2 separate regions of the Mus musculus genome follow, and region 2 is linked to region 1. Evidence: chromatin contacts called from public Hi-C data. All regions are on one chromosome and are shown on one strand. Each heading gives the region's core, a stretch centred on a gene start, on an enhancer-like site or on the middle of the called end of the contact. The rest is flanking DNA. Distances are from core to core; before and after follow the strand shown. Region 1 overlaps Slit3 (slit guidance ligand 3). Region 2 overlaps Slit3 (slit guidance ligand 3).

Region 1 (3,234 bases), core at 517-3,016:
TGGTGACGGTGCCATGGTCCTCTGCCACACCCTGCTTCTTGAGCTTGGAGGGAACGCTTTCTCTAAGGGAGTTGGATTCAAAGAAACTCTTTCCATCCCATCTTCTCTGCCTTACAGTTACTCAGTACAGTTACAGTCTCTGTGGGGAGTCTGAGGGTGGCATTTAGAGGCCTTCCACAAAAATTCTAAAACAATAGGCTAGACTCACAAGTATGTGGTCTGTTTAGATGTCTGGGGTTGCTTTCCCCTGCTTTGAAAGAGAACATCTCAAGCATCTTGATTTGCTAAAAATCTTACCAGAGTATAAATCACTGGGACACGGGTGGGCTCAGGACTGTCAGGGCTCACTGGAGATGGGTCTACTACCTTCTCCCATGCCCCTTTTCCCCTTCCCCTTTGTACCTAAGCTTTTGGAAGACTTAACAGGGCAAAAGTCGTAGAGACTTTATAGGAAAATTAGCCTGAGAGTGACAAGCCCGAAAGATGTGCACGTCCCTCTGTGGCTCAGGAGAGTAATACCTATATAGTGTCTCCTTATACAGATAAGAATGAAGTATCCCATCCAATCTTCCTACCCAGCTCTGAGCCAAAGGCTCATGCGGTTGCACTCTGAGCTCATAGCTCATCCTATCTGTGCACTTACTTTGATGCAGTTCTGAGACTACAGAGCAGTAGGGAACTGTGGGAAAATTATAAGGTCAATATTTTTCAGCTGTTCCCCGCTATATGTGAGTCATGAGGGGGAAAGGCGAGCAGAGCCTGACATCAAAAGCCTACATCTGGGATGGGGGCCATCTTCGCTGTTGGATTCCCTAGCTTAAGGCTAGTTTGTGCAAAGCAGAGAGCCTATAGATGGAGTCGATTTGGTTTACCTGATAATTTCCTTTTCTAATAATCTGTAGCAACCTGTTTTTCCTCCTTCGTGTCCATCTTCTGAGAATTTCCCTGGGTCTAAGTCCCATTCCTGTAGCTTCCTCCTTCAGAGGCAACATCCTCATCATGAGATGAATCATGGATCATTTGGTAGTAGATGCTCATTCTGACCCTAGCCCACTAAGCCCTGTGTCTCTACCTACAAGGCCATGGCTCTGACTTGATTTCATCCTTAGAGTAGTTTCAGAGAGGAGGGGAGCCAGGCACAGTGAGATTAAGTGACTTCCCCAAGTTCACTTGTAGAGATACAGGCCTGGCTTCCTTTGACCCGAAGCCTCTGGATCTTGATGTGTTGACTTCCAGGGTGGTCCATGTCTTAGGTAACTGTGTCCACACTTGGCTTTTCTACACAATTCGGGGATATGCTCCTCCATGGTCGACATTCCCACAACATCCAGCACAGAACAGCTTATACAGATCCACCCGAAGTGGCTGTGGCCCTACACTTACGTTCACTTTGCATAATGACCTTGGGGCAGGAAGGAAGGGACCTTATTTCTCCCCCTCAAATGGGAACTTGGTGATCTAGGGCATATCTTAAACATCCTACCTCCCAGTCTCTTGGAGGGCTTGTTACAACAAATTCCTGGATTCGGTCCCAGGATGGCTGAGTCAGGAGTTCTGGGTGGAGCTGGAGGGCCTTGAATTTCTTTCCACTTTCCAAGGTGGGCAGGGGCCCCAGACTGAGACCCACTATCGTAACAGAAGGCGAAGCAGCATCAAACCCTACTCTGACCGCAGGAAGCTCTGTAAGACTCCCAAGATGTCAGGAGCATCCTCAGTAAAGAATGCCGAGTAATGCTATCCAGTCATGAAAATGTTCAGAATGTCACATTTGCATATCTATGCTGAACATCTCATTATAGCATTTCTTTTCCGAGCACCGAAGCAGCACTCACCATGTGCTAGGCACTGGTTTGCAAATATACACAGTTCCCATGGCAGGCGCGTGTGGTAGTCCTTTCCTCAGATTTCCTTCATTGTACAGAGAGGTAGGCTAAAGTCCAGAGACATTCTATAAATTACCTGGGATCGCCCAGCTAGTCAGTCTGTGCAGCTGGGCAGGAACCCAGGCAGTCTGGCTCCTGGTCACCACATTCAGCCCCTGGGCAGAATATGGCACCTGGCTTGTCATCAACAAGACTTTCCCATCCCCAGGTAAGCTAAGAATTGCCTGCAGAAGAAGAGCGGTGAAATGTTTCTATTTCCAGTTCCTAGGCAGATTAACCATAAATAACAACGATGCATGTTTTATGACCACCACTTGGAAATCCCACGCTTGGCCACCCCTCTAATACCAGTCTGGTTAGCCCAGAGTGGCTTGTTCTCTTTCTACCCCTCTGGCATTGAAGTTTATCATTGCTCAAGAGGAGGATGCTTGAAAGAGGCCTGTTGGTTGTAGGAGTCCAAGAGGTGGGTTGCGGGTCAATAATAAAAGCAGAGCGACGTTTGTTGCTCTCCCATGCAGAGCCTTGAGAGTCTATCCAGCGGGTGGTAAGGAGGCTCAGCCTGAGGAAGGACGGTGATGGACAGGGTGGGAGGGGAGCAAATAGTTTCAGCCTGGCCGAGTAACTGAAGGACGGGCAGTGGGAGCATTCCAGCTATGTCATGGGAAATGGCTATGGCCAGGGCTCTGATTAGCTGTCAACCACAAATCCCCTGGGACCCTGCCAGGGGTCAGGCAACTGGGGTGCCTCTCGAATGCCAAATGGTTTGCCTTATATTATTGTCAAAGGAGAAGGAGGCGATTTTGAGCGTTATCCCTGGATGTGTGCACTGGCACTGCCAGGAGCTGAGAGATGGTTGGGGATGTGGGAGGGAGAGAGAAGCTAGAAAAATTCGCTTTTCATTCCAGGAAACATAGAGAGAAAAACCAGTCCATGCCACTGGGCCTTGGCATGATCTCAAAGCTGTTTTAGTCACCACCTCCGAAGCTTTCTGCCCTTTCCTTCCCTTTCTGCAAGGTGAGACATGAAAGTCTCCACCTCATGAAAGCCCTAAAGGGGGAAATGCTGACCCAGATCCCTTACAGTTGAGGTGGCATGGAACAATAGCCCTTCAAGAGTATGGATATAACAAGAGAGCCCCCCATGGTTTGCTTGCTTGATGACTTTGGCCTGAAACAGAGCCATGAAATGTGGAAACATCAAATATGATGACAAATGAACCAAATGTCATCCCACACTGGGCCCCTGGGAGGGACGAGGTGGTGTTCCTTCAACCCATTCCTCTAGCTTACGCCTTTAGAAATGTTTCATTGAGGAAAGGAAGGGACAGGTTGGCTATTTGATTAATTATGTC
Region 2 (3,262 bases), core at 229-2,728, 420 kb after region 1:
CCTTGTTCAGCCCAATGGTTGGCTGCAAGCATCCGCCCCTGTATTTGCCAGGCTCTAGCAGAGCCTCTCAGGAGACAGCTATATCAGTCTCCTGTCAACATGCACTTCTTGGCATCCACAATACTGTCTACATTTGGAGTCTATATATGGCCTAGATCCCCAGGTGTGGCAGTCTCTGGATGGCCTTTCCTTCCGTCTCTACTCTACACTTTGTCTCTGTATTTGCTTCTGTATTTTGTTTCCCACAAAGGGCTTTCTTGCCCACAGAAGATATAGCATGCCTGGCCCATTTCCCCTGGAAGCTTCCCCTGGCCTCAGCAGGGTTGTAGATCTCCCTCTGCATCCACAGTTTACCTTCCCATTTACAATGCTGAATAGTAACTGCCTACCTGGCCTCAGATAACGCTCACTAAGCAATGAGAAGGTAAGAACTGGCCATTGCTGTGTTCCCAGCACCTGGTACAGTGCCTCCAGTGCAGACAGACAATACTCACTACACAGGAGGTAAGAAAGGGAGGGGACAAGCACAGCCCAAAGTCAGGGTCTGCCCTGTGCTTCTGCTGCAACAACTCTAGGAACAGCCAGATGGTGCTGACTGTCCAAGAGAGACTCCAGGGACCTTCTCATTGTCTCTCTCTAGGGAAACTGAGTCAGGAGTGCCACAGAAAGGATAAACTAAGAAAAGAATGTAGGGTTCCTGGTGTCCATGACTTACGACCCAGGGTGGGTCAAATACAACCCTGTGGCCTTGGCGATGCCCAGTATCCTCGCTGATGCCTGACTTCTCTTCCCTGTGACCTCCAGGGGAGCTGTGTGATGAGGTGATTGACTACTGTGTGCCCGAGATGAACCTCTGTCAGCACGAGGCCAAGTGCATCTCCCTGGACAAAGGATTCAGGTAAGGCCCGGCTTCATGCTCTGGCAGAGAGCCCTGAGGACTCTCCCTCCAACAGCCTGGGTTTGAGTCCCTGGGTCAGGTAGTGTCTGTCACCCCCTGCACAACCAGTCACCCGTCTTCCTTGCTCCTGTACTCATGCGTGTCTCTATCTGGCCTATACCCAGGCCTGCTCATGTTTCCCCAAGTTGCTTTTATCGTTTACAGTTTCTTCCTCTCTGGATTCTTCTAGTGATAGAAAAGGATGAAGAGGTGGATATGCCTTCTCTTCCTCTTCCTCTTCCCCTCCCTTTGCCCTCTCATTCTCTTCTCCCACCTTCTCCTCTCTTTCTTAGCATCTCTCTCCTTCCTAGAGCTGAAATAAGGCATCCACAGAAGGAACCATCAGAGGTAGCTTCACCATCCTAAGGGTGTCTGGTCACCTCCCCAATGTATAGCCTTCCTGGTGGTCCCTATTTCCCCATGGCCACAGAAAGTTTGCTAGACTATGGCAGCTGTGGGAGGGAGGAGATGGGACCGGGAGTCCTGACTCAGTTCAGCAACACTGCCCTGGGTGAAGCTGTCTCCTCCATCACCAACAGCAACAGAGAACCACGTGAGCAATTTCCAGTTAGGAGGAGGCAGCCCAGGAAGCACACCCAGTTCCTGAGCCCAAATGTATCTTGCCATATGTCATCTCTTTCTTTCTCTGTGTGTGTGCACATGTGTGTGTGGGTGCACTCAGCAGCTTGGCATGTGTGCAGGCCACATGTTGATGTGGATTGTTGGCCGAGGGTTTCTCACTAAGCCTGAAGTTTGCAGCGCCGTGGCTGGCTTTTATGTGGGTTCTGGGGGATATAAACTTGGGTCCTCAGACTTACACAGCAAGGGTTTTACCCACTGAGCCACCTCCCCCAGATCTTTTCTGTCCTTTCCTGTGAGGACATCATGGGCTCATTGCTCATCTCTAAGGGGATTATTGGAAGAGGTGTGAGGCCTGTGGCTTTGCCAAGATAAAAGAAACCACAGCTTCTCTGTGTGCCACCCCATTCACGTCTACCTGTCTGCTTGTGCCTCACTGAGATATGCTAGGCAGGAGTTTCAGGAGGTGTGGTCACCTGAGCAGACCCCCAGACTCCCACCACCCCAGGATCCAACATCAATTGAAAGCTTCTATTTACTAAATACAAGGCTGTGTACTGCAGGTGAATGAAACTGTGTGACGTGCAAACTGGAAAGAAGAAATGTGCAAAATTCAAACCCAAACAGAGATGCCCAGACTGTCAGGCAAAGGGCTTTAGTGTGCTAGGAGGGAACAGTGAGAGGTGACTAGCCCTCAGCTATACAGAACAGAGGTGACTAGCCCTTGGCTATACGAATGGGGAGACAAATATTCAAGATCAATTAAACAGCGAACCTAGAGGTCAGTGGCTTTGAAACTGGTCAGGGTGAGTATGGACACAGAGAGGTAGAGATGCTAGATTTCTGTCCTCTGACTCTTGTTCTGAAAACCTCACCCTGGACTATAATCAAGGGCCCTTGCATCTGGGACAAGATAGGAAAGAAAGGCACCAGCCAAGCTTTCCTTGAGTCATCTTACTTATATGTCCTGTCTCCCAGGAGACAGTGTCTCAGAAAGTCTGGAAGCCAAATCAGTAATGGTAGTATTTATAATCAAATATATTCAAAACAATAGTCTGTTCTCCCAATGAGGCATTTTATTATTGTGTCTCCCTCCTGATATCAAACACCTGATGTCCCACAGCCTAGAGGGATACTAATAAGAGGCAGTGATACAGTCAGGGTGACCTTTGCTGATCCTTGGAAACACTTTAATGAGGTCTCAGTGTTAGGCAGATCTGCTCAGAGGCCCTGAAAATAATAACGAAGACTTGTGTACAATGAGAACTCCATGCAGTACCTACTCTCAGGAGCACGTCAAGGTTCCACCGGAGAAACCGGGGCCCTCCCAGTGAATACCCAGTGACACACACCCAGCTGCCAGGGAACCAAGAGAGAACCAAGAAGGGTTTGTAAGTCAATCCAGGTCTGGCTGATTTCTCAGCTAAATCCAGATACTCCAGGTGTCCCCGGCCCAGGGTCACTAGATCCAACACAGACTTTACACATTGTCAACATGGCAGATATAGCAAAGTGTTTGAAGACAGAAAGAATTGAAGTGGCTCTACCTGCTGCCTCTGTAATCCAAGAAGTGTTGTATAGACCCTGCTATAGGGAGTAAGGCCCTGAAACCAACATTTCATGGAAATGTGTGAAGAATGTAGTGTCAAGCCCCACCCAGGCTCCCTGAGTCAGAGGCTCATTTTTTTTGTTTGTTTGTTTCTTTCTTTGTTTGTAACCTGTTTCACTGTGTAGCCCTGGCAGTCT

What was found. Hi-C and Micro-C count contacts between places; a contact is called where the count stands out from the background.
Region 2: a contact with region 1 is called in a Hi-C map of cerebral cortex, with 2.6 times the contacts expected there. The contact joins two enhancer-like sites. A contact is called at or near these places in 2 of 484 Hi-C or Micro-C datasets (cerebral cortex and embryonic stem cells) and 1 of 9 other capture datasets (embryonic stem cells).

The regions. Positions count from the first base shown.
Region 1 is chr11:35,260,100-35,263,333 of GRCm38.p6, forward strand. All of the region lies in intron 4 of Slit3 (slit guidance ligand 3), which reads left to right. Among named protein-coding and RNA genes, the nearest start is that of Gm46277, 26 kb to the right of the region's middle. Within about 2 kb of position 1,767, at least 26 of the 459 cell types and tissues checked have an H3K27ac peak or open chromatin away from gene starts, as enhancers often do. A contact at or near this core is called in cerebral cortex, where this site is marked.
Region 2 is chr11:35,678,598-35,681,859 of GRCm38.p6, forward strand. Slit3 (slit guidance ligand 3) reads left to right here. Exons shown (of 36, transcript NM_011412.3): 29 at 805-898. Among named protein-coding and RNA genes, the nearest start is that of Gm46278, 3.6 kb to the left of the region's middle. Within about 2 kb of position 1,479, at least 13 of the 459 cell types and tissues checked have an H3K27ac peak or open chromatin away from gene starts, as enhancers often do. A contact at or near this core is called in cerebral cortex, where this site is marked.